Linked DNA regions of Mus musculus: region 1 is linked to region 2. Evidence: chromatin contacts called from public ChIA-PET data. All regions are on one chromosome and are shown on one strand. Each heading gives the region's core, a stretch centred on a gene start, on an enhancer-like site or on the middle of the called end of the contact. The rest is flanking DNA. Distances are from core to core; before and after follow the strand shown.

The links. ChIA-PET counts read pairs in DNA pulled down with a chosen protein or histone mark.
Region 1: an RNA polymerase II ChIA-PET map of memory CD8 T cells shows a contact between it and region 2, with 12 read pairs. The contact joins two enhancer-like sites. A contact is called at or near these places in 1 of 484 Hi-C or Micro-C datasets (liver) and 1 of 115 datasets of contacts at active chromatin or transcription factors (memory CD8 T cells).

The regions. Positions count from the first base shown.
Region 1 is chr15:53,154,293-53,159,165 of GRCm38.p6, forward strand. The region is part of intron 1 of Ext1 (exostosin glycosyltransferase 1); the gene reads right to left. Among named protein-coding and RNA genes, the nearest start is that of Ext1, 190 kb to the right of the region's middle. Within about 2 kb of position 3,174, at least 70 of the 459 cell types and tissues checked have an H3K27ac peak or open chromatin away from gene starts, as enhancers often do. A contact at or near this core is called in memory CD8 T cells, where this site is marked.
Region 2 is chr15:52,561,972-52,567,086 of GRCm38.p6, forward strand. No RefSeq gene overlaps it. Among named protein-coding and RNA genes, the nearest start is that of Gm23267, 65 kb to the left of the region's middle. Within about 2 kb of position 3,745, at least 35 of the 459 cell types and tissues checked have an H3K27ac peak or open chromatin away from gene starts, as enhancers often do. A contact at or near this core is called in memory CD8 T cells, where this site is marked.

The DNA of each region.
Region 1 (4,873 bases), core at 1,924-4,423, 590 kb after region 2:
TGACAATGCCAATGACAGAAAATAATGAGAATGTTTACCCAGAAAACTATCAGGGACTGGCATTTTAAAGTCTACCAGAATAACATAGGTAACAGGCAGAGCTCTTATTCTTCCATGATGGCTCTCTGTCGCTCCTTCCTTGACTGCTGACCTACGTCAAAGGTTTCCTACTGGAAACAATTACCATGTGCTTCTTTCTAGCAGTGAAAGAAGCAAGCCCTTTTGCCTCCTGTCTAGCATCTGGTCTTACACCCAAAACAACTTTCCTTAGTGATCATTTAGACCTGAGCAATTCATATGTTCATCCCAACAAAACAGCTGTAGACTTCTACATTGATCCACTGTGAAACACATGACATGGCGTCCTCAGAGCCATAAATAGACATGTGGGAAAAGCAATAATGCTGTAAAATGTAAAGGGGGCTATGTACTGATATTGTATCTGGAACATCTTAAGAATTGAGTACATGTTGGATTGTATCTCTGCTTCCAAAAATATATGTACTATGTTGCAGGATTGCAGAAGGTTAAATGTGTACAAATACAAGCACACACACAGGGTTTCAATTTAAGGAAAATAGTCACCAAAATAAATCCCTAAATTACGATGAACTAAATCTCTTTCCTATAAAATCTTCCTGTTCATCTGTAGTGCTATAACCTCCCACCCCACCACACACATGGGGTGTGGAGGGAAGAAGAAGGAAGAAGGAGGGAAGGAAGGAAGGAAGGGAGGGAGGGAGGGAGGGAGGGAGGGAGGGAGGAAGGAAGGAAGGAAGGAAGGAAGGAAGGAAGGAAGGAAGGAAGGAAGGAAGGAAGGAAAAGTCTCCCTACCCCCTTGGTGCTGAAATTCAGAAACGAAGAAGAAAATTAAAATCAGCCAAAAAGAAACAACACAACTCAGGATTTGAGAGGGAGAGCATTTGGAGCAGGAGGGAGCCAGCTGGTTAGCTGGCCTTTTAAAGGGTATCAGAGAAGCAGGCACAAGGCCATTAATCCTGCAGTTTTCCTTCCATTGCCAACTCTCAGGGCTTACATTACTGAGCCATCATGGAGATTAAAAATGGGTCTCCATAAAGGTTTCTTCTTCCCCAGGAACTCTCCTCTCTCTCCTCCCCACCTGCTGCCCCTTCGCACAGCAGCAAAGTCAAATCCAAAAGAAAAATATTAAAATCCAACTTGGCTTTAGGGATTTGGGGAGGTAGATAAGTTCAGGCTCTTATCTGGGCTTTAGCACAAGATTCCTTCTCTAAAGTCTCCTTAATTACATCCAGAGAAAGAGCAGGCACAAAGAGAATAACTGCCCTCTAAACCCACGGCCTTCAGTGAAGGGCTCACACTCACAGGTTGCATCCCCACAGGAGAAAGACGCTGTTCTATACTTGCCTCCTTGCCTCCTTGGGTGGCAACCTGCAAGGTCCTGCCCACACCAGACTTCTCACCTTGTTTCCTGTCACTCCCATTTGCTCAGCATCTTCCTTGCTTCAAATGTGCCCCAATTTCCCTGCTGGGCAAATACACTGTATCTGTCAACTGGAAAGAATGCTTGACTTCGGCCATGTTTCCATTAGGCCAAAAATCAGCAGACAGTTAAGAACCGAACAACTGCAACAGACTTCATCTGGCTGTCCTAGCTAAACAGAAGCATTTCATCGGTAATCTACAGCCTGTGTAAATGCTCAGGGTCTAAACAAGAATACTAACACCCAGCAGTGCACAGAGCATACATACTGCCCTGCCCAGGGGAAGTGATTTCAACCATGGCTGGTGGTCACCTAACATAGGGTGTGACAATCTTACTGAAAAGGGAGAAACCTAAAGGCCCACTCCACTGGACTGTTTCATCCATAAGCTGTCTGCTGTGCTGCTTGCCTGTGCCCTAAACCTGTGCTAGGTACCCACCCCTCGTATGATCTCAGCCAACAACTGTTAACCATCTCTGTAAGTCTCACTGGCTAAGGAGCTACAGCCCAACAGCAGACATGTTTCAATCCCAGATCCACCTTTCCAAGAGGGTCACGAGCCTTTTCAAGCCTCAATTGTGCTTGCTCTGTGTGCATGAACATAGCACAGAAGGCTTTTTATGAGATACTACTAACCATGATTTATTGTAAAGGAATGTTATTATTATTTTTATATCAAATTTATAAATAACAGTAAATGTCATCTAAAAAAACAAAGTGAGGAAGGGATTCCATAATGTGACTTCATGTGTGTTCATGTGTTTGGTTTTTGTATTCATTGGGTTGAGTTTGTGTTCTTTACTTTTGTGGATTTTTAAAAATTTTTTATTTTATTAGTTAGTTAATTTTCTAGTACTGGGGATTGAACCCAGGGTCTCAGGCATGCTAGACAAACATCCTCCCACTGAGCTATTTTCCTAGCCCTGAAGTTTGTTTTGTATCCTCTTAGATACATGATCTTGAACTGTAAAGACCTTTGAGCTTCAAACTCATCAGTACAGACCTTACAGGTGTGTACTGAGTTATTTGGTTCCACACATGGTCTTTAGGTAGCAGCTGCTGTGCCCTACTCTCCTATCTTACAGAGAAAAAGGACACATGCAGAATGTCCAGGACTCTTTAAGAAGCAAGGCTTCAAGTTAGCAGTATGCACCCAGGCCTTTATGCCCCAACCAGAGACTCTGTCTGATGACCTTCATGTCAGAAGACACAGAGCAGGGCATGGGGGCACACATCTGGAACTGTACCCACTCAGAAGCTGAGAGAAGCTGAGGCAAGATGTAGCTCCATAAAACGGCTCCATGTTGGGGTGGGGAATGAAGGAATGTGCCTGTGCCTCTGAGAGATCCCAGGCACACTGTCCCAAATATTGTCCTGTGACTAAGGTTTGCAAACTCACCACTTTTCTTGTTCCAATCTTGCAAACTGAGTGGTTAGACAGAGTTAGGGACTTCAAAGCCACGGGTAGTGGTATTCTCAGAAATTCAGCCCACTGATCAGAATTGTGGTTGCTCCAAGACCATGTCTGGCACTTTTAGATGCCACTCTTATGTAATTATGCCTTCATGGCAAAGTGAAGCCTAACTTCCCTTGCCGCTGCCTTTTTTTTCTGGGTTTTGTCAAATGTGTGAACAATGTGACACAGGAAGTGGGCCACCAGACACTTCCTATGCCAGCCTAGGAAGCCACCGAAAAACACCCTGTCTGTCCTTGTCAAGCAGAGATGTATGTGAAGGGGAAATCCCTAAAACAAGGCCAGGCAGTCAGGGGCTCCAGTTCTGTGTTACCTCACTGCCATTTAATACGTTAGAGGGTTTTTACATCACCCACTAACACCAATCTGCAGAAGCAAACGAAAGATGAGCAAACACAGCTCTCCTGAGCTGGGGAAATGACACCAATCAGATCAGCAGAGAGCCAGGAAACGACTGTTTTTTGCCAGTTCTTGATTTGTTTTGATTCAAAACAACTGGCCCCCAAATGTTTTCCTGTTCTGCCCTCCAAATCTAAAGCTGGAAGAAAATGAAGGGATTGATAATAAAGCTTTCACTATGATGGGGGAGGGGAGGGGGAGAGTGTAGAGGCAATCTGAATCAAAAAGGCCATTTACTCTCCTGTTTTTGAATACATTTGTTCTGTTCTGATAAGTGCACATTTACACTGGAGAGAAGATGGTTTTCAGAATAGGCACCTACTAGGATTAAATTTACATTCTCTGTTCAAATACAGGCACACACATTTTAAACTGACAGGGCTAGGTGTTAGGTTCACACTGGCAAACATTCAAAGGTAAGTTGTTTCAAGGAACAAATTTTGTAACTTCCAAAGCTTAAAAAATAAATAAATAAAATTTTCTGCTATTCACTTTAAGATTAGCGGGACCCCAAGACAGAAGTGACCAGTTTTAATGGCAAAGCATTCATGACATATCTTGCCATACTTGATAACCTGCACAGGTCTGACTAAGCCCAGTAAGAGGGACTGAAATCTGTATGTATAAATAATTAGGCAAAATGAGCCTGGAGATGCTCTGAGATTTGCCTGGTGACAAAGTCACAGTGACAGCTTGTTAACGTGTTCATTGAACATCACAAGCTCCACAAGAGTGGCTTTGGAAAGGATCAAGTGGGTTCCTACTGGGCAACACAGGGAGCTTGTGTTCAAATGCTCCATAAGTCAACGAATCCTACACAACGAACAGAGGAGGCTGCAGATCATACCTCCAAGGTACACCAGGCCTGTGTTTGCAAGAAGCAGAGAGATGAATGAAATTCAAGGGAAATCAAAGTTTATCTGCTGTCAGAGGGTTGTGGTTGGTTGGTTGGTTGGTTGGTTGGTTTGTTTGTTTTGATGATGCCACCTTTGGAACTGAGGAGTCAGGAAAGTATACATTTAAGGAAAAAACTATCACTTTCCACGTGGCAATTTGAAGATGGAGAATTCCATGTCCAGACATACTTTTGTTTATTTCAGAGGTGCTGATCTCTAGCCAACGTAGAGTTCAATGAGCAGTCAATGAGGTTCAGTTCAGCCAGTGCAAAATGGAAGCAGCGAGGCCATTGGAAGGTACTCACTGGATATTAGGGGATGGCTTCCAGGATCATGGATCCTAGTAGGGTAAGCCTAAGTGTTCGTGTGTGCATTGTGTTCCATGGGGACAAGGAGGAACAGGAGGAAGAAGAGGAGGAAAGACCTGGCAGGAGACAGAGAGATGGACAGACATGACATGTGGCCTAAGCAAAGGTCCCTAGGCTGAGGGAGACAGGAATGCCTCTCCGTGAAGGTCTATGATATTTATACAGGCTATGCACTTTTCACATGGACAGCTGGAACAAGGAAGCTCTTCACACTGTTGTATAAAAGCAAGTTCAAACACTTTAGTAGTAGGATTACTGTCTGGAGGAGACCAC
Region 2 (5,115 bases), core at 2,495-4,994:
TGAAACAGGCTCACTGTGTACTGATTAATCAGGCCAGTGAAAAGGAGAGTCTTATATACAAGTTGTATGATGCTCTTTTTTTTTTTTTCAACAGATAGATGACCAGCATGGAAGAACACAAGCGTATGATCATTATGGACTGCTTGGGGAAATGTGTGTGTGTGTGTGTGTGTGTGTGTGTGTGTGTGTGTGTGTGTGAGAGAGAGAGAGAGAGAGAGAGAGAGAGAGAGAGAGAGAGAGAGAATAGAGCCTTGTTATTCCACCCAGTCTCTTCTTAAATCAGGGTGTTGCATTTTCAGTACTCTCTATAGTTATTCTTAAGAACTGTAAGAAGAAAGGCCACCCATTTGACAAATGTGTAGGACCATTAAATAAGAAAAGGGGATTCTCTTTCCTCTTTCTTTCCTCTTTCCTCTTTCCTCTTTCCTCTTTCCTCTTTCCTCTTTCCTCTTTCCTCTTTCCTCTTTCCTTGACAACAATGCCCACTTGAAGATGCTGCTATCCAATTTTCCAAACACCCAAAGAAAATCTTCCTATATAGCATGGAAGAATGAAGGCAAAAGGCTTTAGAAGAATGAAAAGCAAATGGAAGATGATTAGTTTAGCTCATTGGAATACCAATGACTGGGTCCTGGTAGCTTTGTTAGATAAAGGAGAAAACAAGGAGGGAGGAGAGACCGTTGACACAAGGATACCCAAAGGCCCCACCATGGTGTGGTACAGGCAGAACCAGTGCCATGCTGTTTTAATTCACAGCTTCTAAAACTGAGCTAAATAAATTTTTTCTTCATAAGAGCAAATAGAATCAATAATAAGCACAGTTAGGGAGTAATAATATATCTGACAATACAGATAAACTGAAGACTTCACCATTGGTCTTCACATGATGAGTCAATAAACTATTTTTCCAACTTAAATGATTCAGATAGCTTATTTAGACTTGTAGATGGGTATGTCACTTGTATGTCTGGTTTTGTTAGTCAGCACAAAAATCTCTGAAGTATATATCAGAATACTGGAGATAATTCTGTAGTTCCTTAACTGGTTTCATGTTCTTAAATGATCAATTGCTGCTTCTGGAGTTTGGTTTGGGAGACCTTGGATTAAATATCCTTTTAAGTCCCTTGAATGGTATTTTTTAAAAGTTGCTAATATAAATCCTTGAGTCATTTCATCACTATATGTGTAAGTATCTGATTCTGACACTAAGATATAATATCTTAACATCAAAACTGTGATTTTTTTTAATAGAAAAAAATGCTCATAGTCAGAGGTAACAGAGTGTAATAGTCTGTTTATTTAAAACTTTATTTAAAATGAGGCACTACAAAATAATATACAGACCTGCACTCATTTACACAGCCTTTGGGAAGGCCATGGGAACTAAAAGACAGAGCTTAGTTGGTAGCAGTAGGGTCACTGGGGGTATAAGTTTGGGAAGAATTTCCACGATTCCTTTGTGCTGAGCTCTCTGCTTTCTGACTGATATGATGCGAACAGCTGTCCACATGTTTCTGCCAACATCATATACTGTGTATATAGGTTGCAGACACAAAAATGATAATTCAAAAATGTATATACCATTTGTTCTGCAAGATTTCTGTGTCAGATATTTAGTTATAGTGACAAAAAATAACTAATCTAATACAGTGAATCTACTTTGTACAAATCAGCATAATTTTCATACAAAGAGCAATTTCATTTCTTTGTACATTCACACTGTACTGGCTATATAATAATTAACTAGTTATAATAATACATCCAGGTAGGATAATCAAGCCTTTGTATAAACAAAACTCACTCAAATCGAACACATGAGATCAGAAAGACAGAAGCAAAACAAAGTACTGTCTATTTGACCAAAAGCCAAGTGCCATGGGCATTGATGCTTATACATTTTAAGAAAAGAGGGACAGGAGTTTATCCATTATAGTGTTTCAGTCAGGTTAGTTATAAGAGCTCTCAAAGAAGGAGTCTATGTTTTCTTCCTGTTAACACATTGCTGAGATCATGTTAGGAACTGAGCTCAGGTACACGGAAGGAAACATTCTATGAACTTCTCAATGGTTTCCACCCTGGGCAAAGCTTTGCATTTTATCACTAAGGGTAAAACAAAGAAGCATAAATTCTCTTTCTGGCTTTTGCTGTGTTTGTGTAGCATAGGGGTATATTAATTAAGAATTGCATTGGGTTGGCAGTAACACAGAGCAGAACTAAAAGTACTTATGCAAGTTATTTATTTTCTTGCATAACTTGGAAAGTAAGATTTTTATCAATCTTGGACTTGCATAATCATTCTATGAATGTTCCAAACCCAGTCTCCTGCTCTTTTCCTATCAGTATCCTTGAACATGTTTCTACCTTTAAAGTTACTTATTTGGCTTGATTAACAAAATTCTTTCCTAGAAACAGAAAGGGGTAATGGAGGGACAATTGGCTCAAAGGGTTATAGAGGCCACGAAGTCACAAATTCTGTATGTAGCAAGCCAAAAACAGCCAAAAGTAAGTATGAGTCTAAAGCCCACAGGACTTCAGACACAAAAAGAGCTGATGTCTTGGTTTGAGTCCAGAGGCACTCTGATAATCATAGGCCTGCTCAGAAAGGCAGAAGTAAGGAATTCGCTTTCACTCTAAAACATCATCTCCTTTGTTCTGTTCCTTCTAGGTTACTTGAGGGTAACCTACATGGGGGAAAGGATTCTGCTTTACTCAATCTACCAACATCAGCTTTCCTCTCATCCCAAAACACCTTTGCAGGTGTACTGGGAATAACATCTTGTCAATATCTGGATACCCCATGGTTCTGGCAAGTTTTAATACATTACACCAATCACTACATCAATCAAGTCAACTGGGGAGAGCAAAAGCCATCAGAAGCATATGCCAGGTGCAGGGAGAGGTTGCATTAAAGGGGCAGACTTGTCTGTGACTTCATGCCATTTTGAGACTTAGTCTACCTTCCTGTAACTTTCTTTTTTAGCACATCAAGATAAAGAACCAATTTCATGGCTACAGAGCACCAAATGAAAGCCACAATAAATAAGTTTTCCCAACCATGGATCATTGTCATCCAAATAAAACCAGTATGTCATTACTAATGAAAAGGAGCAACTTGATTTCAAAAGGCTACTAGCAATTTCTTCCCCAGGGTTAACTGCTGCTACAGTATGTACCACAAAATTTTCAACTCAGGATTCTCCAAACTAATAGACATGCAGCCATTCTAAGACAATTACATACTAAGCTGGCAGAAGATACTGAATAGAGAATAATATCACCCTTCAACATGGGCCAGAGACCAGGCACAAACTAATTTTAAAAACCCTCGAAATTTTAATGCTGCTTTAAAGATTTCAAAAGCTTCTTAATACAACTGAGCTCTCAGATTTCTCAATTCAATATTTAAACGTGAGAGGCCATGTTAGTGACGGAGAAGACACAAGTGCCACGTCACTACAGATTTCCCAGCATTCCACTGGCATTCCCTTGAAGTGCGAGATTGGCGCTGCTCATGAAATACCACATGCATGGCCCAGAAAACAGAATCGCAAAGTTTCTAAACACCAGAGCCCCCGAGTGTTGCACAGCATGTGTGTCCCACTTCCTCCTCCCTATGGCAGACTTGCTTGTTAATAAGCATGATTTTTATTCTTAACCTCACAGCAGGCCTTGTTTCACTGATTGCTAATTATTACCCCCTCTTTGTGGTGACACTCTCAACCCACAGCTCAGTTTCATATCCTAAAAAACCTGCGAAAATGAAACAACACCAGATTTTCTCACTGACATCACCCTGCTTCTGGTGACAGATCTGAAGCCTGTGCATGATAAATTTGGTGTTATAAAAAACTTTAGCTGGTGTTCAAACTGTCAGATATGCTGTGCAGGGCCCTGACGTGCTAGATGTTACTTCTTGTTTTGACTATTCTGGTTGATTTTTTTTCTCCTAAAATTTGTGAGATCTCAAATACATGGGTAATGCTGGAGGGATTTTCATCTTCTCTTGGGGTCAACAATTCCCACCTTCTTGGGCACTCCCTTTGTTGCTTTGTTTTATAAGATACTCTTTCTGGACCATCTGAAGATTTGGCAGAGATTTATTGTTTCAATTTCAGTTTTGTTTTTTTTTTAAGTTTCTTGAAAATACTGTATGGTCAAAGACACCTTTGGATATAGTAAGACCAGGATTGTGAATGATTGTTCTGCTATCAGAGAAAATAGAACCATCCCTTTATCATCTACATTGAAAAGCTTTTGAATTTGTAGATTATTGAAAGGGGCTCCAAATCCACTGCTAATTGTTTTTCCCAATGAAGAATTTGGAAAAGAAAATTGTTCCCTGATGGATAATTGATTAACATCATAGCAAAGCCTGGCTGGGCAGGCTCCTACCTACTTTTCACATTTTACAACCTTTTCTATGTGGGGGGGGGAGAAAAAATATGCATATATATTATTGTTATATATATTATTGTTAGGCTTTGAGAGATAGGTTGAGAGATGAATGTAATATCATGTGATACATGATAATAACACCTGTAATACCATGGCAATGTAGAGTAATCAAGAGATTTCTAAATTGCAACCAAGGACCCCTTAGCTAAGCAAAATATGTTATAGGACATCTGAGTGAGACTACTATTGTAGCGACTTTAACAGGAAAAGAGGGAAGAGAAGTGGGGAAGGGGTGATTGTGAATTTTGTTACCTTTCATTCTGCTACTAGAATTATGGGCAAATCAGTATTTATCAGATGAGGTTAAATGATCCCACAGTCTCTTCTAGTCCAAAATATATGTTTTAGTGATTCTTATAGTCTTCCATCTCTCTAGAGAAGAAGAAGAGGCTTTAAGATTTCAAATCTTATAATAATTTTCCATTAAGTATTTACTCCTTCACTTCCACACACTCTTCTCTAACACAATTAAAGATCATACAAAGGACTTGAGCTGTACTTAAGTACTACTCTCCATATACATGAACACAATCCTGTGATCTTGAGAAGGTATTGGCCATTACTAGTGGGCTTTACATAATGCTGATATATTCATATTTGTCCTAAATATCACATAGGTGGAGTTAAGAAAAGAAAGATCATCTGACAGTATGCTTTCCA